Regions from separate parts of the Mus musculus genome. Here region 2 is linked to region 1. Evidence: chromatin contacts called from public promoter capture Hi-C data. All regions are on one chromosome and are shown on one strand. The core of a region is the stretch at or near the end of the contact, and the rest is flanking DNA. Distances in the headings are between cores, read along the strand shown.

Region 1 (4,473 bases), core at 1,928-4,427:
CTTTATCATAAATATTCCTCACATCACAGGGCAACTAGTCAGCAAAGCTATCTTCCTGCTTAGCACCAGTACAGGGCAAAGCCCACAGGACAGGACAGGACAGAAGGAAGACTTCTCTTCTTATGCAGCTAGAGGACCCAGGGAGTCCTACACCTTTGAGGCTCCACTGACCAGGTATTTAATCTCAAAGGGACTCTGCTGGTGTCAAGGTAATGAAGTGCATGTGGGGAAGAGAGGAGAACAAGGTTGCTACTAAGTAGTCATGCTTACACAACACTGACTGTGGAAGGAATTGTAGTCTGTGGATGAGTCAGAAGCCTGGCATGGACTTCTTTGGGTTTTACAAAGCTGCAATTGAGACATCACACGGTTGAAGTTCTCACCTGGATTCTTGGTGGGGAAAGAATCAACTTCCAAGGTCACTTAAACTTACAGTTAGAATCCATGTCACTGGTTTATAGACAAGAGGCTGTTGGCTGGAGGTTGCCTCTGGACTCTTAGAGCCTACCACGCCTGCTCACCACAGGATGTCATGGCCATTTTCTTCACCAAGCCAGAAAGGATGGTCTCTACAGAAAGTCTGATGGCTAAAGGGAGCCTTTTATGACAGATTGTGGTCACAGTAGTGGCATCTGTGAGTCAGCTCTGCCACTGTTTAGAAGCAAGCCACAGGTGTTATCATGCAGTACATCCTTGGACAGCCAGAAACTCCTGGACAGACAGACAGCTCCTGGACCAAGAGACAAGACACATCATCTCTAGACAATAGCACCACTCCTGTGTCCATTGCCATGACACCCACTGTACATCCTTTTGCGCATGCGTCACGGTCCAGGTAAAAGACCTGTACTCTTGGTGCACCCAGCACTTGGGAGGCAGAGGCAGGCAGATTTCTGAGATCAAGGCCAGCCTGGTCTACAGAGTGAGTTCCAGAACAGCCAGGACTACACAGAGAAACCCTGTCTTGAAAAACAAACAAACAAACAAACAAACAAAAGACCTGTACTCCAAGCCACAGCCCCCTTTTCTCTTTTTCCCTCTCATCCCCTTGGAGGCTCCTCTACCAATAAAACTTCCTACGGGAGTCCGGCAGCGTGGTGGACCTCCAGGATTGTGCCGCTTATTCTAACAGCAGGTCCCACCTGCACTCCAGAAGAAACATAGAACATAGTAGCCACCAGAATCTGTCACACAGCATAACTTTATTGCTTCTAAGCTTTCAAACTTAACATTATGAATATAATCCCAGCAATTTCAAACACAGGACGCTCATACAATCGAGCACAAATCCAGAATGCATCTGACATAAACTTTCATGGCTTTCTTACTTCTCTAGCCTTCTTTCTTTTCTCCAGATAAATTTGAACACTGGAGCAAATTCCAAAGTGGTGAGTGGGAACAAAGGCCGGGAAGTCAAATGGTTTCCAGCCGTCCATGGTACAGAAACTGGGATGCTTGGCCTTTGTTCTTGTCATCTCTAGTCTTGGTTTCGTGGTCGTTCTGAGGCTTAAAACGGATTCCGATTACTCAATAAATAATGTTTGTCATGGGGACCAAAAAGATGGCCCAGATTGGCCCAGATGGCCAAGCTTGATGATCCACGTTGGATCCGCAGAACCCATGAAAAGGTGGAATAAGAGGAACCTCTTACACAAAGTTGTCCTCTGTCCTCCAGTCCCCTCTGCACAGCAGACACATAAACAGTGATAATACATGTTTTTAAAACTAGAAAAATGAGCTGAGTGTGATGTACACTCCTTGAATCCCAGCACTGGGGAGGCAGAGGCAGAGGCAGAGGCAGAGGCAGAGGCAGAGGCAGAGGCAGAGGCAGAGGCAGAGGCAGAGGCAGAGGCAGAGGCAGAGGCAGAGGCAGAGGCAGAGGCAGAGGCAGAGGCAGAGGCAGAGGCAGAGGCAGAGGCAGAGGCAGAGGCAGAGGCAGAGGCAGAGGCAGAGGCAGAGGCAGAGGCAGAGGCAGAGGCAGAGGCAGAGAGGCAGAGGCAGAGAGGCAGAGGCAGGTGGATCCCTTTGAGTTTGTGGCCAGTCTAAACCATATAGTGAGTTTCAGAACAGCCAGGGCTGTGTGGAGGGACCCAGTCTCAAAACAAGAAAGCAAGCAAACAAACAAACAAACAAAGTAACTACTAAATCAATCAAACAAACAAACAAATAAACAAATTAACTAACTAATAAAATAAATTACCTAATAAAACAAATAAAAAACACGAGAAAAAAAAATGTCCTTCTTGGAGTCATCTCTACCAGAATGGTTATATAAAATGAAAATCAGCAAAAAGGATGGCACTGAAATCTTTAAGTTGTGTGTCTCATTTTTCCTCCTTTGGTCAGGTCCAAAGGAAACTCAGAGTTAACTGCGGTGCTATTAGCATATCAAAGCACTGTCTCCACCTTGCAAGTACCTGCTAGCATCCTGGCTAGTCTCAGCTCTTCTCACCCCACCCTCCACCCTAAACTTCTTTACCCCTGCTTTCCTTCGCCCAGCTGCGTGTTCCTACAGGATCCTGACATTTTGGTCGTTCCTTCTCTTGGCTTTTAGCTCTCCGCGATCTTTATCTACGTCTTCTCTGTCTTCTCTTCTTCTCTTCCTCACCCCCACCCCATGTGCCACCTTCGCATGGCCTGGTTCAGTCTGTGGCTCATATTCAGTGTTCTACAAACTCTCCCTGTTCTAGACTCTTTCAGATGCCTCGGGCTATACTCCCGCTAGTATCTACAGTAAAAACCTCCTCAAACACGACTTGGAAAGGTCATGCCCGTATTTATTCACAGTTACCACGTAGTTTGGTCTACTGAAGAAAATAAAAACCTCATAGAGGCAAAAATGCATGTGACACTTGCTTTAAATTGCCCCTCCCCCCCTTTTTCCTATTATTTGAACTTATGTGGCATTTGTGTTTTGTCTTTTATGATCTATGTCCTTTATCTTTTTTTTCCCCCTTTAACCAACCTATTTACTCACAAATAAACACTGCCCCTTTTCTGCCCAGTACACATATATATCCCACACCTCTCTGGTGATTTTTCTTGTCTGTGGCCGGGTGAGAAGGCAGATAGTTGCTTCCCGTGCTGGTGCTCACCTCCATCACTCTCCACCAAGGGTAGCCCAGGGTCTGGGCCGAAGACTGGTTACCATGAGTCTTTACCAACTTAGAGCCTCGCGAGTTCCGCACCCTGCTGGCACCCGCTGGCTGCCCGCCTGCCTCGGAGCGCGCGCCCGAGCCCGTCCCCGCCGCTGGGAGCGGCTCTGATCGGCTGCGCCCTGCTTGAGCGGGCGCGGGAGGACGCGTCCGGGATCCCGGCGGGTGCGGGCGGGCAGCGGGGCGAGAGCGGTTCGGACCGTGGGTTTTCGAGTCACCAGAGCCGCCTGCCACTGCTCACTCGGCTGGAAAGTTCTACGGGCTCCATCGGGAGCGTCGTGAAGGCCGGGAAGGTAAGCTGAGAGCCGCGCGGGAGTGGCAGCCCAGCAACTTCGCAGGGCTGCCCGGACCGGGAACGGGGAAAGGCTCAGACCCCCGTTGCGCGTCCCCTCTGTGCGCGCCCTGGAGCCCGGTGCGCGCCGCGTGGCTTGCAGCTCCCCTAGGGATCGCGGGAGAGCGAGCGGTCCTCCCCCCAACGAAGCTGCCAGACCAGTGCTCCAGAACCTTCGCGGCGCCCTAGGCACCTGGTGCCCCAAGGAAAATATTTCGAGAGGAAAAGCAGATCCTGGGGCCCTGGCAGGTGTGCGTTTCACCATGGGCGAGTCATGCCCTGTAACACTTTCCTTTCCAAGACTAAGACCCCAACTGGGGTCTGTGCAGTTAGGGCGTGTGGTAGGTGCTGGGGTCAAAGGGCAGCTAGACTCTGACCTGCTTTCTGTACTTGGAGATCCCCTTGCCAGAGAAAGAACGACATTTATACACCCCACATGTCATCTCATCATCAAGATTGGTTTTAGCGGTTTAGTTTTGAGAGTCTGTATTGTAGGAAAGGATCAAAGACAGTGTCAAAATGCAGTACAAAGATCGAGGGGGAGAAATTTCAGCCAGGTAACATCTGGGGAAAGTGAAAAAGAAAAAAAGAAAAAGAAAAAAATACTAAAAGGATAAACATTTAATAAATTAATGGAAAGTAGGTTTAGAATCCCACTTTTAAAAGAAAATTGAATCAAAAATAACAAAATTACCCACCCTCCTGATGTTTCTGTTTCAATTTGCACGCTTGCAAAAGTGCAATTAAACTTAGTGACAGCCTTGGAAAAAGTATTATTGGTGCCTGTTGTTGTTGCCTTTTGTGACTATTTTGTTTCCCTGCTCATTTTTTAATTCTAAAATCTATTGCACGAAATATTTATTCTAAGCTAGTACAGTAATTAGGTGTTGTCCTTCATGGTAGAAAACAACAGCAACAGAGCTATAGACACAAACAAAAAAAATGGACCTCAGTTTCCCCATTTGCAAAAATAAAGGGATTAATTGG
Region 2 (5,107 bases), core at 1,630-4,129, 290 kb after region 1:
CTGCAAGGGTAGCCAGGGACTCTGAAGCACCAAGCCTTCTATCCTTTAATATGCGTGTGTGTGTGTGTGTGTGTGTGTGTGTGTAATGAAAACCAAGTCCTGGGTCTTGAGCATTCTAAGCTAATGAACGCACCACAGGAAGCTGACATGTTGGATGTTTTAAGGAGGACACAGAGCCAGAACATTCTCACTTGATACCAGGTTGCAAAGTTTGAGCACCACCTTGGTTGGCCTATTGCCTTTGTCCTTCCTTTGAAGCTTTGGGTTTTCTAAACCTGCCAGACAGGTTTGGGTCTCATCCAAACTAACTGGTTAAGTAAAGATGATGAAGCTCTGCCTTGAGCCTGTAGCACAAGTGACTGTCACATGTAGGCTGGAATTGATTAGAACCTCCCTGGGAAGGGACACCAATGCCAGCCACCCTCTTCCTCTTTAGACTCTGCACAAAGGTCAGAGAGTATCTCTTTCTAAAAAGGAGGTGATCAGGCAAGATTTGTTCTTACACTGATGAACTCACTGCAAGGGAAGCTTTGCCTCTTTGAGAGACAAGGTGAGAATCTCCATTCCTTTGTTCCTCACGCACTCCAGCATCTCTCAGCGCTGGTGATGATAGACGAGAGAGGCCTCCTCCCTTAATTTTTCATTTTCAGTCGTCATTCTTATGTTCACCACAGATTGGATTGATTCACACTTCAGATTTTTAAATGTTTGCCTGTTTGAAGTCTTGATTTATTACTTTTATTGTATGGGTGAGTGCTCTGTTTGCTGGTAAGTGTACAATGTGCATGCAATGCCTGCAGAAGCCAGAGGAGATCATCTGAGTGTCCGGAACTAGACTAAGGACAGTTAAGTCACTAGGTGGGCTTTGGAGAGCAAACCTGGGTCCTCTGCAATAGCAAGCACCAGTGCTCTTGATTGCTGAGCCAGCTCTTCAGCCCCTTAAACTATTTTAAAAAGATAATTAAAAAATGATTTATTTATTTATAAGTACACTGTAGCTGTCTTCAGACACACCAGAAGAGGGCACGAGGTCTCATTACAGATGGCGTGAGCCACCATGTGGTTGCTGGGATTTGAACTCAGGACCTTCGGAAGAGCATTCAGTGCTTTTAACCACTGAGCCATCTCTCCAGGCCCAGATATTTTATTCTTGATTCTGTGTTCTCTGCATGGGTATGGACACCAAAGTATGTTTGATTCCCTAGAGCTGGACTATATTAGATTTGGGGTACCAGGTGGGGTACCAGGTGGGTGCTGGGGACCAAACTTTGCAAGAGTAGAACATGCTTTTTACCTCTGACCCACCTTTCCAGTCCCTGAAAAAAAATATATATTTTAAGTTTTTATGTGTTTGCCTGCTTATATGTCTGTGCACCATTTGTATGCAGTGCCTGGAGGCCAGAGTAGAGCATCAGATCTCCTGGAACTGGCATTACAGATGGCCCTGTGCTACTATGTGGAAAGCAAATCTGGTTATCTGGAAAAGTAGCCAGTGCTTTTAGCTGTAGAGCCATTGTTCTAATTCCAACTTAAATTTTATTAAACCATTTTTGTCATAATTGAGGTTTTGTGTCTACCAGGTGTGGTAGTGAGTGTGGGACAAAAGGGTTAAGAAAACCCACCAGTCCCTGAACAAGAAAACCCACTAATCTCTGAAGAGCAAAACCCACCAACCCCTGCGCTCACCCAAGCTTGGCTTGGAAAGCTCCACCTCCAAGCCCCAACAATCCTATATAAGATAAATATATAAGCCTATATAAGCCCTGCCTTCTGCTCAGTTCCCTGCTGCTTTTCATCGGAGCAGTGGCAGCCACTCTCTTGGGTTTTGCCTTTCTACTAAACCTCTTGTGTGAGGTCTTGTGTGTGATGTGACTTTGTGGTATTCTTTGGCTCTGGATTGCCAGGATCCCTCTCTAGTAAAGATGTAACCCTTTCACTGGAGCATCCTCTCCTGGAGCAGAGAGCTGTTACACTTGTATTGGGAAAACTCCCCCCTCCTGCAGCCCGGAGCAGAGCTGTAACACTTGTGAAGGGGAAGTCTTTCCCTTCAGGGCTGCAGTACAGATCCTAGCCCTGGGGAGGTAGAGACAAAGAATGTAGTCATTTTAGCTACACATCAAATGCAAAGCTAGCCTGGGCTACATGTAGTAGGCTCAAAGCTCATACCTCCATCATCTTAAAACGGGGCTCCATTGTGTGTGCTGGCTAACCTCAAACTCAGGACCCATCTGCCTCTGCTTCTTGAGTGCTGGGAATAACCTGTATGTATTATCATGCCCAGCTTTGAAGTCTTTGATTCGCCCACTGGGGCCTGTCATGGGAACTGAGATTGCATTTTACCAAATTAACATTTGTTTTTCCTGTTTGTCACTTAGATTTTCCTCAAAGTTTGGAGTTGGCATCATTTTCTGTGCTAAGTACAGGGATATATATGACGGGGCATACGATAGAGCTGTGTCCTTGTTCTTAGAAATGTACTCAGCAAGAGAAACAAGGCATTGTTAAGTCACAATAAAGGAAAAAAAAACCTACAATTTTGCTTTCGAACTTGAGTTTTATTACTGTTCAAAATTTAATTTGTAAGCAGGATAGTTAAGGCATTTGTTTATAGAAAAGTACATCTGTTTTAGCTTGGTGGTGATGAATTTAGGAATAACTGAAATTCTCTAATCTGCTTTACTGGGGTGTGTTAGAACCGAGGGAGGATGCTCTTATACAACTTTGGAGGGAAGAACGTGAGGGCGCGTGAAAGCCCACAAAGTATTTCCACAAATTGCTCAGTCTAACCTACAGATCACCACATAGATGCCATAGAGGCGTGGCTCCGTCGGGGAGTGCGGCCCAGCCAGCTCGAAACTACAGTTCCCAGAAGGCTTCGCGAGCCCAGGAGGGAAGCGGGGCCGCGGCAGGAAAGGCGCGAGCGAGCGGAGGCGGCGGCTGGTGCCCACCCCAGCGCGGTCTGGTTGGCAGCCGTCGGTGCGGCGGACTGACTCGGCTTAGCATCCTAGCGTTCCTGGGCGCCGGCCGCAGCGAGCTCGCTCCTTCTCCCGGCCTGTGCGGGGATGTAGGGCGCGGGTCGCGGAGGCCGCGGGCGCGGCGGGGGCTTCGCGGAGGCCGCGCCGAGGATGGAGAGAGCGATGGAGCAGCTCAACCGTCTGACGCGCTCGCTGCGCCGCGCGCGCACCGTGGAGCTGCCCGAGGGTGAGGCGCCCGGAGAACGCGCGCTGCACTTTTCCGAGGCTGGCGGGCGGGGGGAGTCGGCGGGAGGCGCGGGGGCGCGGCCGGCGGGGGCTGGGGCTGGGGCGGGGACGGGGACCGGGGACGGGGACGGGCTGTCCGGTGGGGTTCGGTCCGAGCGGAAATGCGTTCCGCGGGGTCCGGGCCCCGCACTGGGAAAGGGTGCGGTGGCGCCTCGCACGGGCTCGGGCTGGGGACGTGCTGGGTTTGCTTAAGCTACAGAGTGAGGTAGGCGGGCTAGGATTTATTTGAAATGCGGGGCGCCTCGGTTTTGGCACTAGACAAAGGTTGGCAGCCACCAGACAGGTGTGTTTGTGCAGCTCTGTTGGTGTAGCAGGCATTCCTGCTGTAGCTTGCCTGCCTCCATCGTTTAGTCCTGCAGACTTGGGTTGAGTGGGCTGGGTGAGAACTCTGTGTGTGTGTGTGTGTGTGTGTGTGTGTGTGAATTGTGGGCTGGGTGAGAACTCTGTGTGTGTGTGTGTGTGTGTGTGTGTGTGTGTGAATTCACACCGGAATAAAAGCTCTGTTTCGAACTTTTGCTTTGGCAAACTCCAAATAGAGGAGGTGGGGCGGGGCTGGGGGCGTTGTTTGATGCCTTGTGAAGTCAGACTAATTTTAGTGGCGGTGAGACAAGGCAGTCAGGTTTGTAACCCAGGCTGGCTGCAAACTTTAGAGCCTCCTGCCTCAGCCTTCCAAGAATTTGGATTCTAGGCATTCGCCTACCTTGCTCTGCTCAGTTTGCTTTATTCCACCTCCCCCCCCGCCCCCCCACCAACTTCGTTTTAGTTAGCTAAGGAGAGTGATGAAAAGAAATGTGGAGTTTGTGAGTTTGGGGATACTTTTTTTTTTTTTTTTGAAAAGTTTTATTCTTTATGATTCTGAGTAGAGAAAATTTGTGGCAACTGTTTCTGAGTATATATATATATATATATATATATATATATTAATTTGTTACTTTCCTAGACTGAAACAATTTAGAACAATCTAGTTTTAGGAAGTAAACGTCAGCTTCAACTTTTTCTTTATTTCCTCTGTGAATCTTTTCACTAGGGGCTGCTTTCACATATTTCCTGATGTCATGCTATCTATTGGTAACAGCTGATGAGGGCTGTGTGCGTAGGTTATTAACATTGCTATTTGTATTGTTAACTTATATCCGGCATTTTGCATAAATATGATATAAAAGGCTTTGATAATATTTCCTGGTTTTAAACATTTTATATTTAAATATATTTATATATTTTGTATATTTTAATTATAGAAAGATTTGATAATAAAAATAAAGAAAAATCTGTCATTCTATTCACAATAGTAAACAATCTTTTTGCATTTTTACCTAACATTTTTCATACAGTGTCTTGTTTTGTGTTTAGAAAACATCGTGGATGTGTATCCATAAATGTAGTTAATGATTTGGCAGGACTTGGTAGGATGAATGAAACAAAAACTTGCTTTTTAACATTTTAATGTTTTTACTGATTTTAAAAGAACAGCTTTGTCCTTAAGGCTTAGTCTTCTGTTTCCTTAGGGTTTGTTCCTAGAAGATGAGCAGGATTTAATTATACAGCCGACATTTAAAAGACCTTAATTATCAGTTTCTTAACCTAGTCTTTGGGAAGTTCTGGTCAGCAGTCTGAGTGCTTGGAGACTTAAATATTACAATTAAAAATAAAGTGTTTCCTCTTGTTGCTAGGCAAAAAATGGCATATTGCTCACATCTCTTTGATTACACATCTTCATTTGATTACAGTGAATTTGTTCATTTTGTTCTTTGAATTTACCATTGTTTTGATGAATCTTTGAATTCTCTTAGTTTGGCTCTTTCAGGTAGATCATCATGTTCAGTGAATTCTAAAAATACAAATTATTG

Evidence for each region. Promoter capture Hi-C pulls out the DNA fragments that hold promoters and counts their contacts.
Region 2: a promoter capture Hi-C map of cranial neural crest shows a contact between it and region 1. The contact joins the promoter of Hace1 here to the promoter of Popdc3 in region 1.

What each region holds. Positions count from the first base shown.
Region 1 is chr10:45,286,128-45,290,600 of GRCm38.p6, forward strand. It overlaps Popdc3 (popeye domain containing 3), which reads left to right and starts at 3,178. Exons shown (of 4, transcript NM_024286.1): 1 at 3,178-3,448. It overlaps Gm15934 (predicted gene 15934), which reads right to left and starts at 3,289. Exons shown (of 2, transcript NR_155869.1): 1 at 3,096-3,289; 2 at 1,184-1,506.
Region 2 is chr10:45,574,950-45,580,056 of GRCm38.p6, forward strand. Hace1 (HECT domain and ankyrin repeat containing, E3 ubiquitin protein ligase 1) reads left to right here and starts at 2,880. Exons shown (of 24, transcript NM_172473.3): 1 at 2,880-3,201. The coding sequence starts at 3,126.